2 separate regions of the Mus musculus genome follow, and region 2 is linked to region 1. Evidence: chromatin contacts called from public Hi-C data. All regions are on one chromosome and are shown on one strand. Each heading gives the region's core, a stretch centred on a gene start, on an enhancer-like site or on the middle of the called end of the contact. The rest is flanking DNA. Distances are from core to core; before and after follow the strand shown. Region 1 holds the start of 8430419K02Rik (a long non-coding RNA gene). Region 2 has its middle 56 kb from the start of 4933406G16Rik.

The links. A called contact is a pair of places that touch in the nucleus more often than the background predicts.
Region 2: a contact with region 1 is called in a Hi-C map of uterus, with 3 times the contacts expected there. The contact joins the enhancer-like site here to the promoter of 8430419K02Rik in region 1. A contact is called at or near these places in 10 of 484 Hi-C or Micro-C datasets (3T3-L1-derived adipocytes, LSK cells, adipose-derived mesenchymal stem cells and 4 more), 1 of 115 datasets of contacts at active chromatin or transcription factors (embryonic stem cells) and 1 of 9 other capture datasets (embryonic stem cells).

The regions. Positions count from the first base shown.
Region 1 is chr11:18,874,404-18,880,515 of GRCm38.p6, reverse strand. 8430419K02Rik (a long non-coding RNA gene) reads left to right here and starts at 2,906. Exons shown (of 4, transcript XR_003949854.1): 1 at 2,906-6,112. Meis1 (Meis homeobox 1) reads left to right here. Exons shown (of 12, transcript NM_010789.3): 12 at 1-88.
Region 2 is chr11:19,117,807-19,123,918 of GRCm38.p6, reverse strand. No RefSeq gene overlaps it. Among named protein-coding and RNA genes, the nearest start is that of 4933406G16Rik, 56 kb to the right of the region's middle. Within about 2 kb of position 3,293, at least 17 of the 459 cell types and tissues checked have an H3K27ac peak or open chromatin away from gene starts, as enhancers often do. A contact at or near this core is called in uterus, where this site is marked.

The DNA.
Region 1 (6,112 bases), core at 1,657-4,156:
CAAGAAAACAAGGAGCTAATTATTAATAACAGTCATGGCACACTGTGTCCTATCTTAGCATTTAAAAGTATGCAAACTCCAGGTCCAGCTTCAGTCATTGAGTGCAGTCATGACGTCAGACTCCAGAATGAAAAGGTTATTTTTTGTCATTCTGACTTTACTGCTTACAAGATGTGTCCCTCAAACTTTTAATGATTAGTACAGCATTTTTAATGATAACAAACAATTAGCTCCCTGGGCCATATGTATTTGAAAATTGTAACCACTGAGTAAATTATTTAACAATAACTACTGGATTAAGATGACTTAACGAATTGGTAATACCAACAAAATTAAGGGTTAAAGTCACTAAGCTAGCTGTAGCCTCAGACTTCATTCAGTATTAGTCGCCTACATGATCAGTAAAATCCTGCTGTGACAGAGCTGAAGCCCACAGTCAGCCTTTTGCCAGGGATGTTATCTAGGGCCAGCAGTACATGTTTATTAAGAAATTAACTATATAAAATTGAAGAGACCAGACTTCAAAATCTAATTTTTATAAATATGCTCTATGTTCTCATTGGATAAAACTGGTTATTAACCAATTTTCCAGAACAGCTGTACAGAATTTCTGCATGGCAGCCAGCTAAATGGTTCAAAATAACATGTTTAAGCTGCAATAGCTTATAATTTCACTTAAATAAAATCGCTGCTCTAAAAAGTGCTTCATAAAGCTAAGGGAAATATCCAAATATTTTAATGAAGGCAAATTAATTTTTTAAGAAAACAGCCTTTTGGTTGCTTTGGGAACAAAGGATGAGTCAGAAGCCTTAAACTCTAGCCTGACATTCAGACCCTTGTCACCTTATAAACTGCCCACAGCAATCCTGTTTTCTATTTGGAAAGAGAAACCAGCTGTGGGTTGGCTCTACTCAGTAATGGTAATGGTGAGTCACTGCCTCACCTGCAGGAGCAGAGGTGTGCACTCTCACCTTTTGTTTATGGGGCCTTGTTTCTGACACGTGGGTGTGCAGAAGAGAGAGGGGGTGGGGGAGGGAGGGAGAAGAGAGAGAGAGAGAGAGAGAGAGAGAGAGAGAGAGAGAGAGAGAGAGAGAGAGAGAGAGAGAGAGAGAGAGAGAGAGAGAGAGAGAGAGAGAGAGAGAACGTGAGAGAGGTTGCAGCCTGGTCTCAGAGCTGTTGCCCACCTCGCCCTGCTCGCCCCCCCAAAGATGGGACTGTTTAACTTTCCTATTTTGGCCCCGAGACAATTCTACGACTGCATAAGAGTCCATATTAGTGAAATCATTTTCTTTGATGGGTGGTTAGTTGCAGTTAACAACCATTTATTTACTTTTAAAAATAATAATAAACTTTATAAACTAACCGTCCTTTTACTTCTGCCTCCCCAGTACAAGCCCGGTGAGTCAGCCTTTATTATCCTGGAGGCTCTAGCCTAGTTGGGGTAGGAGGGGGCGGGGTGGGGAGAAAGCCGGGGAGGGGGGAGGAGGGGGAAAGGAGAGGGTGGTGAAAAGAACAGGGGGAGAGGCTGGGGGTGGAGGGGAAGAGTGAGCGCAAGCAAAGGGGGGCTGGGGAATGTGGAGATTAAAAAGAATCATGATCATTAATGTCTAGGAATTAGAAAAAAATAAAGCAAGCTTTTGTGCCATGGTTTCCCCCCTCGGAGTGAGGATTGTGCGAGCCTTGCTCCTCAGGTCTCTCTGTTCCTGCCCCTGACACCCTCCCGTTTAATTCTGTTTTAGCTTTTCCTCTTGTAAATTTCAGAGCCAGCTTTGAGGTTATTGACGACACTTATCGGAAGGAGGAAAATAATAGAGGTGTGGAGAGTGGTTTTGATGTTTCTTAAAGGACAAAAACAAAACGCCCTCCCCTAAACAGGGCACACAATTATACAGGCTTCTTTTTTGGGGGTGGGGGTGGGGGGGTGGGGGGAGTCCGCTGGCTGAATGAGACTAGTATGACTAAGTTTCTTTTACAAAAAATTTAAAAATGTTACCCGATCATATTTAATCAAATGTAATTATAACACATTCAAAATGAATAATATGCCTTGGAAGTATTTTTATTGTTATTGTTCATTGCACGATGTTCGACTGCTTTAGAAGCACAGGAAAGAAGCAAACGCGCTACAAATGGGGAATTACCCTCGTTTAGCATTAAAATTCATTTAGATAAAATTGCCACAAACATTTAAATGGGAAGATTAGTTCCCCCTCACGCCTTATTGCACTCGCTCAATGGTTCCGTTAAGAACATTTTACACGTTGGAAATTCCGTCTTCTCAGACGGCTTGCTGTTTCCTAGTTACACACATTCAAAGCAAAGGCTGCAGCCACGGCAGCCGCAGCAGCGGCAGCAGGGGGAAAAAGTTTGGCAACTGGTCTGCAATTCATCCGCTGCGCCCCTAGTTTCCCTCCACCCTCCCCAGTTCCCCCCCATTAACAGCCCCCCCCCCCGACTTATGTGTTCGAAGAGCCCGGCCTCGAGGAGCCAAGGTTGGTTGTACAGTATTGACAATATTAAACTACAAAGAAATGGAAAGAAGCCGGTGGGTCCCTCTCTGCGTCTCCCGCTTTTGTACGAGGCTGAGGGTTGAGTGCAAATGTGCCGAGTCGCCCGCACCCCGACCCCAGGGCCGCCGGGCGCGCCGCCGTGGCCCGAGACGTCTCCAGGAAATTCGCCACTGCTCTCGCTAGCGCGGTGGTGGAAACGTGTTAAAGGCTCAGCTTGCAAAGTCCTGGCACCGTCCAGTCCCTCCTGGCCCTCTTCTCGCCCCACCCCTCCCCCCGCCGCTCCCCCCCCCCCCCAGCCCCTCACCCCTGTCCTTTCTTTTGAGCCGCAGGAAAAGAGGAAAGTCGTCTTCTACTGCCACCTTTTGGGGATTTGGAAAAACGACGCAGTAGGAGACCGGAGGGAGGCGGAGCGCGGCAGTGTGTTTTGAGGGGGCGGGGGGGAGGGGGGGGGAAGAAACCCCCTTATGATCATGCGTCGGAACTGGCGCCCTTAATCTGATGCTTAAATATTTGATGTGGAAAAATTACCCATAAAATTAGTTACTAACAATTTCAAATTGAAATCACTTATCGAATTATAAGCGCATTAAAGCTGTATGGATGGTATTAGGAGTTCCTTTGGAGGCTGTCTCCTCTCGGGGAACCCGGCCCACGAGTTTTACCGCGGGGAGAGGCGTGCTAGGTGGAGCCCTGGGGAGACCAAACGACAAGGACAGCAGTTGGGGTGCCGGGTCCTAGCGGGCCTAGAGAAGATGGATCTGGGTATGGGGATCGCATTCCGGGCAGAAGCGCATACTGAGTAACTCCAGGGACAAAGTCCGAACGTTGTGAAAGGGGAAAACTGCTCTTTTACGCTGGAATTCCGAGCCTTCAGTGATGCTTTCAGCTCCCCCTGTGTAGGCGGGAGGGGGGTGTTGGGGGTGGGCTGAGAGGAGTTTTGAGATGTCTCTAATGAGACCGCCGCGGCCGGCTCACCCAGCTCCAGCCGCGTCTCAGACTCCCTTTAGTTTCCCTCTGCACGACATCGGGGCTGGGGCTGGGGCTGGAGCTGGTACGTGGGCGGGTGGGTCTCAGTTGTGATCCCACACTACTCCGAGGTACTCGGGGTCTGCAGAAGAGTCCTATGCTTGCCCCCATCCCCACCTCCGCCATCTGAAAGTCAAAGTTAAGAAGAATTAACTGTCTCGGTAGCCTGGGTGTCCATGAGTTAGCGCAAAAGCATATTCAAAGACTTCTTCGGCTCACTCTGGGCTCCGTCAATTGGAACCCCTCAGAGTGGTTTGTAGTTGCCAGAATGCTTTCACAGGACTTTTCCAGACGGAGCCCCGGCTTCCGAATCCCAGGGCGCTCATGGGAGCATGTCGGTGAGAGCTTGGGCCCTGGAGGCTGCCTTGAACAGTCAGGCTGGGCAAGAGGGTGAGCTTCCAGAGTGTATAGCACTCCGGTAGAATGGAGAAGAATAGTGTCACAGTGTGTTGGGCAGAAGCTCCTTCAAGTTTCCTTAAAAGTCCTAGAAACTTCCCCCACTTTGGATCCCACAGGCCCTCGGCCCTTGGGAAGGCAGTTAAAGCAGAAATTGGTGATATAGGTTCTCAACGGGTGTTTGGACCGTAAGCAGGGAGGTGTGGGTTTGTGTGTGGGGCGCCCAGTTTGAGTCATCATTTTTCCTGGTCTCTTCTGTGCTACCCAGCACCCCCTGGCCCTTTGGCAAACCATACCATCAAGGGTAGACGCAGCATTAGAGGCTAAGAGCTCTCTGGTTGGGGGAAAAGATCTGGGCGGGAGAGTTGGGGGTCTTCCTGGGAGACTGAAGCCAAGAAATAATGGGAAGGGTAGGGTTCTCTTTCACATCGAACCAGCCTCCCGCCGCCCCCCCAAAAAGTTTAAAACATTCTCTTCCAAGGCGGAACTGAAAGAAAACACAAACAATATATTGGGCAATCCGCTAGACGTTTGCGTTGTAGAGTCTTTGCCCTAAAAATGATACCCTAGGGTTTTAATAGGGAGATGGGAGGCACTTTTAGGGGCTTGGTTTAGCTGGTGAAGAAGTAACTCCTGTGCTGCTCACGCGCTCAGTCCACCTCAGGGAATTCCGACTCTGAAACTCTGGATTTAGTTTTAATCCAGTCTTCCTTTGATCAACTGTATAATTCCTAGCCCTGACCACCTCTACCCCACACTGTGTTCATTAGGACCAGTGACTTTATTCTCTGGGAGGAAAACTACTCCCAGGTCCTAGCCCATTAGGAAAGCAGAGAGTAGAGTCACCTGCTTCATACACCTACGGGTCCTCTCCCCGGCGTCGTTTTTCTGGCTTGGCACCCTAGCTTCAGGCAGAGTGTACCGGAGAGTTCAGGATCCCACTGTCTGCTTTCTCTGGGTTGGAGACATGACTGAAAGACAGGATGGCCAACTCTCTGGCTCCCCTTCTCTCCTCCCTTTCTTGCTTTTCTGCCTAGGCCTCCCTCACACCTCAGCACTTTTCTCTTCCACCACCCTAAAAGTGACAGGTTCTCCGAATTCACCTGAAGACCCGAGGCTCTAACCTCTCCCAGTCCCCGCAGGCATTGGGGGTGGGGGTGGGGGTGAGCGGCGAGCGCCGAAATCGCTGCAAAACCCTTCTGCCAACCTCACCCACTTTTCTGGATTTGAGTAGGTGACTGCGCATAGAGATCCCCCTTGAAGACGTTGTTGAGCATGGTCTAGGCTTTCAAAGAGCCGGATTCCTCCCTTTCGGGAGATCGAGGGTCACTGATAACGTCACCTCTAAAAAACCTAGGAAGGCAGCAAAGACCCCAAGTAACCGGCTCCTACCACTGCTGCCTCCCGGCTCAGAGCAGAGACCAGACACTAGCAAAGTCCCTTTTCTGGCAGATCCGTGAGGCGCCACTGTGCCCCTGGAGACTCAGTTTCTTCTGGGGGGTGCGGGGAGGGAGGTGGGTGGGTGGTAAACAGCGTGTGCAAATCAAATCCGATTTTTGAGACGTGCATTTTCAGGTGTTCTAAAATGCGAATGGCAAGGTTTGTGTGCCCGTCTAGTGGGGGTGGACTAAGGGGAGGAGTCTCCCACTGCTTGCTTCAGTCTTTAATGTCTGAAATAACGAAATGTCTGTGTGGCAGCTGCTGCTAGAGCCAAAACTAACTCTTTGGAAGACGGAAAAGAGTGAAAGGCAAAGAAAGACTGTTCATTTTATTTTTTCCTTTGGTGCCTTTTGGGATGTCATCTGTTTCCTTGGCGACTGTGTTCAGCCCCCGGAGCCCCTGGGCTCCAGGATTGTTAGGGGGGGAAGCATGCTATTTCTGCACCGTCATTTATCACTGTCACAGCATAATGATTCCCCTTGCAGCCCCTTATTGATGTTTGTAATTGCATTATCTCATAAAGGAAGATGATCAATGAAACCAAGCCGTGCATTCTGGGGTCAGAGGAAGCCAAAGTACTGTTTGTCCCCTTTAATACAACAAGTACTCATTATCTTTAGGTCTGCATTCGAAAAATGATCTGATCTGGGGCTGACCCTGCCGGACATCCCAACACTTTCTAAAACGCGGTTTGTGTAACCTTTTGCTTAAATGCTAAATCAAGTACCTGTCTTGCATTT
Region 2 (6,112 bases), core at 2,044-4,543, 240 kb before region 1:
CCAGGTAACCTAGATTACAGAGTTAGTTCATGTCTCACCTGAAAACTCCAGTGAGGCCTTGTCTCAAAATAAAAGTAAAGAGGGCACTGAGGATATACCTTAGTGGTAGAGAGCTTAGCTATCATTCATAAAGACCTGGGTAGAACTCCCAGGAAAAGCTCATGGATGAAGGGTCAGGACATAATAGTATTGGTTAGTGGTTCTCAACCTGTAGTTCGTGACCCCTTTTGGAATCAAATGACCTTTTCACAGGGGTCACCTAAGATCATCAGAAAACAGAGACATTTACATTATGATTCATAACAATAGCAAAACTACAATTATGCAGTAGCAATGAAAATAATGTTATGGTTGGGGTCACCATAAGATGAGGAACTGCACTAAAGTGTCTTACCATCAGAAGGGGTGAGAACCACTGATATAGATGGCATGGTTGAAGATGTTTTCAGGTTTTAAGCCTAAAGACTTAGCGGGAAATAGAGCTTAGAATTTTATCAGGAGAGCTGTTGGGAAGTTTAGAGTCTCATTCTTCCTGATTTAAAAATGTAATACAAAAGCTACTATGATTTTAATAAGTATGGTAACATGACACTGGCTGGAGTCTTAAAAGTCTGTGTCTCTATGGCCAATTGATATTCAATAAAATATTATAAATAAATATAAATAAAATAAATAAATACATAAAAATAAATAAATAAAAATAAATAAAATATTCATTCAATAAAAGAAAGATGGAATGTTCATCAAAGATTACTGGGACAGCCAGACAACCACATGCACCAGAATGAAGCTGGACTCCACTTTAGAGCATGAGCAATTTTCAATTCTAAGTTGATCAAAGATAAATCTAAGAGCAAGACTTATAAAACTCTTAGAAGAAAACACACAGGTAATCTTCATGAATTTGGATTTGGCAATTTATTCTCAGCTACACTCTAAAAGCAGAAGCAAAAAAATATACATATGAGAGCTGGTTGGTAGTGGCCCAGGTCTTTAATCCCAACACTTGGGAGGCAGAGGCAAGTGGATCTCTAAGTTCAAGGTCAGCCTATCTATGAATTTCAAGGATACACAGAGGAACCATGTCTTGAAAAACCAAGGAGAAAGAGAGAGAGAGAGAGAGAGAGAGAGAGAGAGAGAGAGAGAACCACATAAAGCAGCTGATTACACCAGAACTAAGTTTTTTGTGTATCACAGGACATTATCAAAAAGATGGAAAGACACACTGCAATGTGGAAGGAACTCAAAACTACCTGCCTGAGAAGAGTTCCAGCTTCAGGGTGTGTGGGAACTGCTACAACTTAACTACAAAACGGCAGAGCAGAGAATCAAATGAAAAACTCTGACTTGGCAAAACATTTCCCTTCAAAATCATCCATGATGTTCAATCAGCTCATGAGAAGATTGCTAGGCATTTGGGAAATGAGACTGAAAGCTGCCATTTCACACCTACTAACAGCACTAGAAGAATTGTTTTTCATGAAAAGGTAACAAAGCCATGGAGGCTTACACAGAAATGGGAACTCAGATGCACTGGTAACGGGAATATCAAATGATTTAATCACAAAGTTTGGCAGCTCTTCAAAAAGAAACACAGAGAATGGTAACATAACCCAGCAATTCCATTCCTAGAACTTGTAACAGGTGCTCACACAGACATGTTCCCAGATGTCTCATGGCAGAACATCCACAATAGCAAACCCAGATGTCCACTGGTGGCTGTGTGGATAGACAGATGATAGCACATATATGCAAAGGAATTGGCTGAGTGAAATTCTCATTAATGCTCCAGTATAGCCTCAGATGCAATAGGACATGACTTTATTTCTATTAACTATAAAGTAGGTAACAAAACATAAGAGTCTTCAGCGTCTGGGAATAGATTAGTCTTTACATGGGATATGGGGAAGGACAAGTATGGTGAACTGCTTCATGGTATATAGTCTTCTTCTAGAGTCATGAAAAATTTTGGGGGATAAGATACAAGTTGTGGTTGCACAATACTTAAACTTTTAATCATTTTAAAATAAATAATCCCAGCAGTTAACGGTGGTGAATTCCGGCAGTTGATGATGGTACATATCTATAATTCCAGTGAGCAACAGGCCAATGCAGGATCAGAAAACAGACAAGCCAAATCAACCAAACAACCAAATTAGGGTCACCAGGGCTACAGCTAGTGGAGAGCTCACCTAATATCTTTGAAGCCCTGGGTTAAATTCTTAACATTACACAAAATGGATAATGTCATCAAAGTTTTGTTTCACTAAAAACATAATTTAGAATCAACATGAAAAGCCACTAGAGAGAGACAGACAAACAGACTGGGGGCAAGGAGAGAAAAGCAGCATCCGGGGGCGGAGGAGACACGGTCTCAGATCTCAGTGCATAGAGGCAAGAGTTGCTCTCTGATACCCTGGAGAGAGCCAGGTAGTGCCCACAGGACTTCCTCTCTAAGCCACCACCTCCTTGACACTGGTGGTCTTGAAAATGAGAGACACAGGGGCACACATACTAATAATTGCCTTATCCACCAGAGTCTACAGGACTGAGAAAAAGCACCAAGGTTGCAGACTATGGAGCCAAGAGCTGGGTTTTCTTCAATGTAATTTCAACATTGCTGTATTAAAACAATCTTTTTAAAAAGCAAACACATACCCCTAACACTCAGTTTCTGGTATTACAGTGCCCCACCACCCCTCTTCCAGCCTGGTTGCTATAGAAATAGTTCTATAAAGAACTAGGGACTGTAGAAATAGTTCTGCTTGGTAACATGTGCCTTAAGCAATACACAGGCATTTCTGGCTCCAGACCTCGAGGTTCACAACCATTTCCACAGCTGTGTCAGTGCCCAGCATGCTAAGGATGCCGGCTAGGCAGCCTTCCTACTGTTCAGAAAATTTCACTCCTGCGGCTTCTTGGCTGGTTTTGAAGAATCACTGTATGAGGTGAGTGAACTCCTTGGTGTGTTGGTATTTAAACTGTGGTCAGATGGTTAAAACTGAAATGAAAAGAGGGTTTAGTTCATAAAGGAAAGTCATGAACCATCGTCTTTTTTCTAGTCTTCCCTGGCAGGACACAAACACAGATCTGCTGCTTCCCACAATAAAGACGGAGGGCTGAGGACTGTTATAGTAAGGCTGCTGTATTGGGAAAAAACAAAACACAGTAAATGAGAAAGATGCTTAAGATAATGTGGTAACTTTGTTCCAAATAAACATTTGGGTCCTTTCTCTGGGAACCGGGGTTAAAGGGTTGTCAGGCCTTCTCTGGAGCTTTGGCTGACAGTGAACACATGTTCCCTCCCTCTAACTGACTTGCCAGCAGCCAGAGTGCCTCTTGCTTTCTGTAGAGGTTGTCAAAAATGATTTCAGTCTGGGGACGATGAATGATAAAAGAGATTTTCAAAGTTTTTCACTGTAGTACCCGAAGCCCCAGACAGGAAAGATTGTGTTACAATCTGGGTGCAAAGGGCTGTGCTTGCCTGGAAAAACACAGAGTCTCTGTCAACCTGCTTGATGCTTGCTGGTGTCCCAGGGATCTGGAGGACACGGGGCAATAGACTCAATTAAGTGGATGTTCCAGAAAAGTGAGGCGGGGCAGGCACAGCATGTGGAGGGGAACACCCCAAAGCCTCTCCAGCAGCTCTTTCTCCCCCCCCCCCCAACAGGCTACACTTCTGGTTCTGTTTTAGAGGCACTTTCAGGTCCAAGGGCAGGATAGACTTCAGAGCCACATGCAGCAGGAGCAGCATCAGTCATAGGCAAACAATTTCTCATTGACCGCTGTGCTGCATGTAGATTGTACCATTTCCAGGGCAGCACAGGGTTGAGGAATGTTGGCTCTATGTCTTCCCCCTACATTTATGGGCATCCCAAGCCATTCTAGGGGTTTATGGATAGAAAACTCTAAAAGTAAGTTAGACACAGCGGCACACACTTAGAAGCCCAGTATTTAGAAGGCTGAGATAAGAAATAAAATCAGAAGTTTAAGGTCATTCTCAGCTACACAGCGAGTTCAAGGCCAGCTACAATCTACTGAGATCCTGTAAAAAACAGAAAGCATGGCTGGAGGTAGGAGTAACAGAGGAGGAAAGGAGGGGAGAAGCCAGGTGTTGGAACACACCTTTATTTTAAGTAGAGGCAGGTGGATCTCTGAGTTCCCGGCCAGACTGCTCTACAGATCAAGTTAAGACAGCCAAGGCTACACAGAGAAACCCTATCTCTGAGGGGGGGGGGAAGGTGGGGAAGGGAAGGACAAAAAGAAAAGTCAACAGATTTAGTATACTTTTCCTGTGCAGAGAAAAATGAGGTTCACTGTTCTCTGACAGTCCCATTTTCTCAAGAGAGGGAGCAGAAGGGCCAGGCACTTCAGCTTGGGGGCTCCCCAGCTTCCCGCTTCATTATTTCATCCATTCACTTCTGGGAAGCATCCTAAGGAAAACTTAGATAATATCAGCTCAGTGATAAACCAAAGAGTAGGGCACAAAATTATACCCTTCGCTGTACACAGACCGAGGAGAATTCCTCGCAGGGTTACCTTGGCCAAAAGAAGAGCCCAGGAGCAATTTAGTTCACAAGACTGAAGTTTGATTTATCTTCAGCTTTTTAGGAACACATAACTGACATAAATCAAGATGCTGGGTAGAGTTTCCCATAAGAACTTTGTGTTACACTTCTAAGCTGAAAAAGAAACGCCCAGACAAATAGTTTCCTAGAACCTAAGGCTGAAAACATGTTTCCACAGAAGGTTTTTATTATTATCTTCTTAATGATATACATGGATGGACTTAAATCTCTTCCCTCTGCCTGCACAGCCAGATTCCATAATGTTTCCCAAGCAGACACTTGCATTGCTTTCTTGATTATTTCTGACAATGCTTAAAATATTTTCAGCTCAGAGTCTTAGCTCCATGGCAAACATGCCTGCCCCTACAGGAAGATGAAGCTGATAGGTGACAACTGTGTCCAGTAACCCCAAAACCAAGGTGAGGAGACTTGGGCAAGCTGAACTGGTGTTTGTGTCTGATTCTAATTTCTTTCCTAGCTATATAGTGTTATCACTCACAGTTCATCTGACTGTAAGAAGGAAGAAAGTGTGGCGAGCGAATGCCAGGCACTGCCCAACAGGTGTACAGGATGAGTGGGACATGTTTCAAACAATGACCCCAAACCCAATCCTTAGACAGACTGTTGTTTCTAGTGTTCACTGTCTAAACCAATGACATGTGTAGTAACTTGGTGAATATGACAGCTCCAGGGAAGGACAAACTTCCAACCACTAATGTCCTCTTTAAAGTCTGAGCTGATGATCCTATGCCAACATATTTGGCCAATGTCAGAGCATTTTAACTAAGTAGGCTCAATTGACTGTTTTCATCCAATTCTAGTTCATAATCCCTATTCAGGATAGAGTGTGCTGCAGCCTAATGAATGTGGTAATGGAATCCTTGTGTGTGTTTTTCCACAGCAGGGCGCAGATTAGCATAAGTGTCACATTCTGTAGGCTTGCCCGCTCATTTCTCAGGCATTGCTATGCTGGGGATTTTTTCAACTGGATAATAATAAGAGGAGTATGGCCCGCACATGCAGAGCGGACACAGTGTTTTCTGCATTCAGGGTGGAATAGATCTCACCTGGAGGGATGCTATGATAGATTAGCTTTGCACCTTTGCTTTAAGATGCAATATTTCATCCCAAGGACCTTGTAATCTGAGAAAAAGAATTGGATCGAGTTTCATGCAGAGTTTCAGGAAACACTGTCAACTCTGACCATGGGGCTGAGGAATTCTGCACCATTCTCTCAGCTCTTCACACTCATGATGAGTTCAAAGCTCTGGTTGCCAACCAAGATTAGAAATAATGGAGGTTTTGTTCTCAGAGATGCAAATGGGCAGAGGTGGGAGGCTGAAGAAATTAGCCCTGTTTCCCCTTTGCCTCCAGAATCTGCACATAGATGCAAAATGGAGAGTGTGCCTACAGAGAAAATGTTCCCCAGCTCTTTCTTCCTGTGGTCCTTAGCAAATCATGCCTTGACTAAATACAATGAATAGCATTTAGAAGTTTCCTCAAAATACAGCAATTAAGCATTCTAAGGACTTTGCATTTCTAGA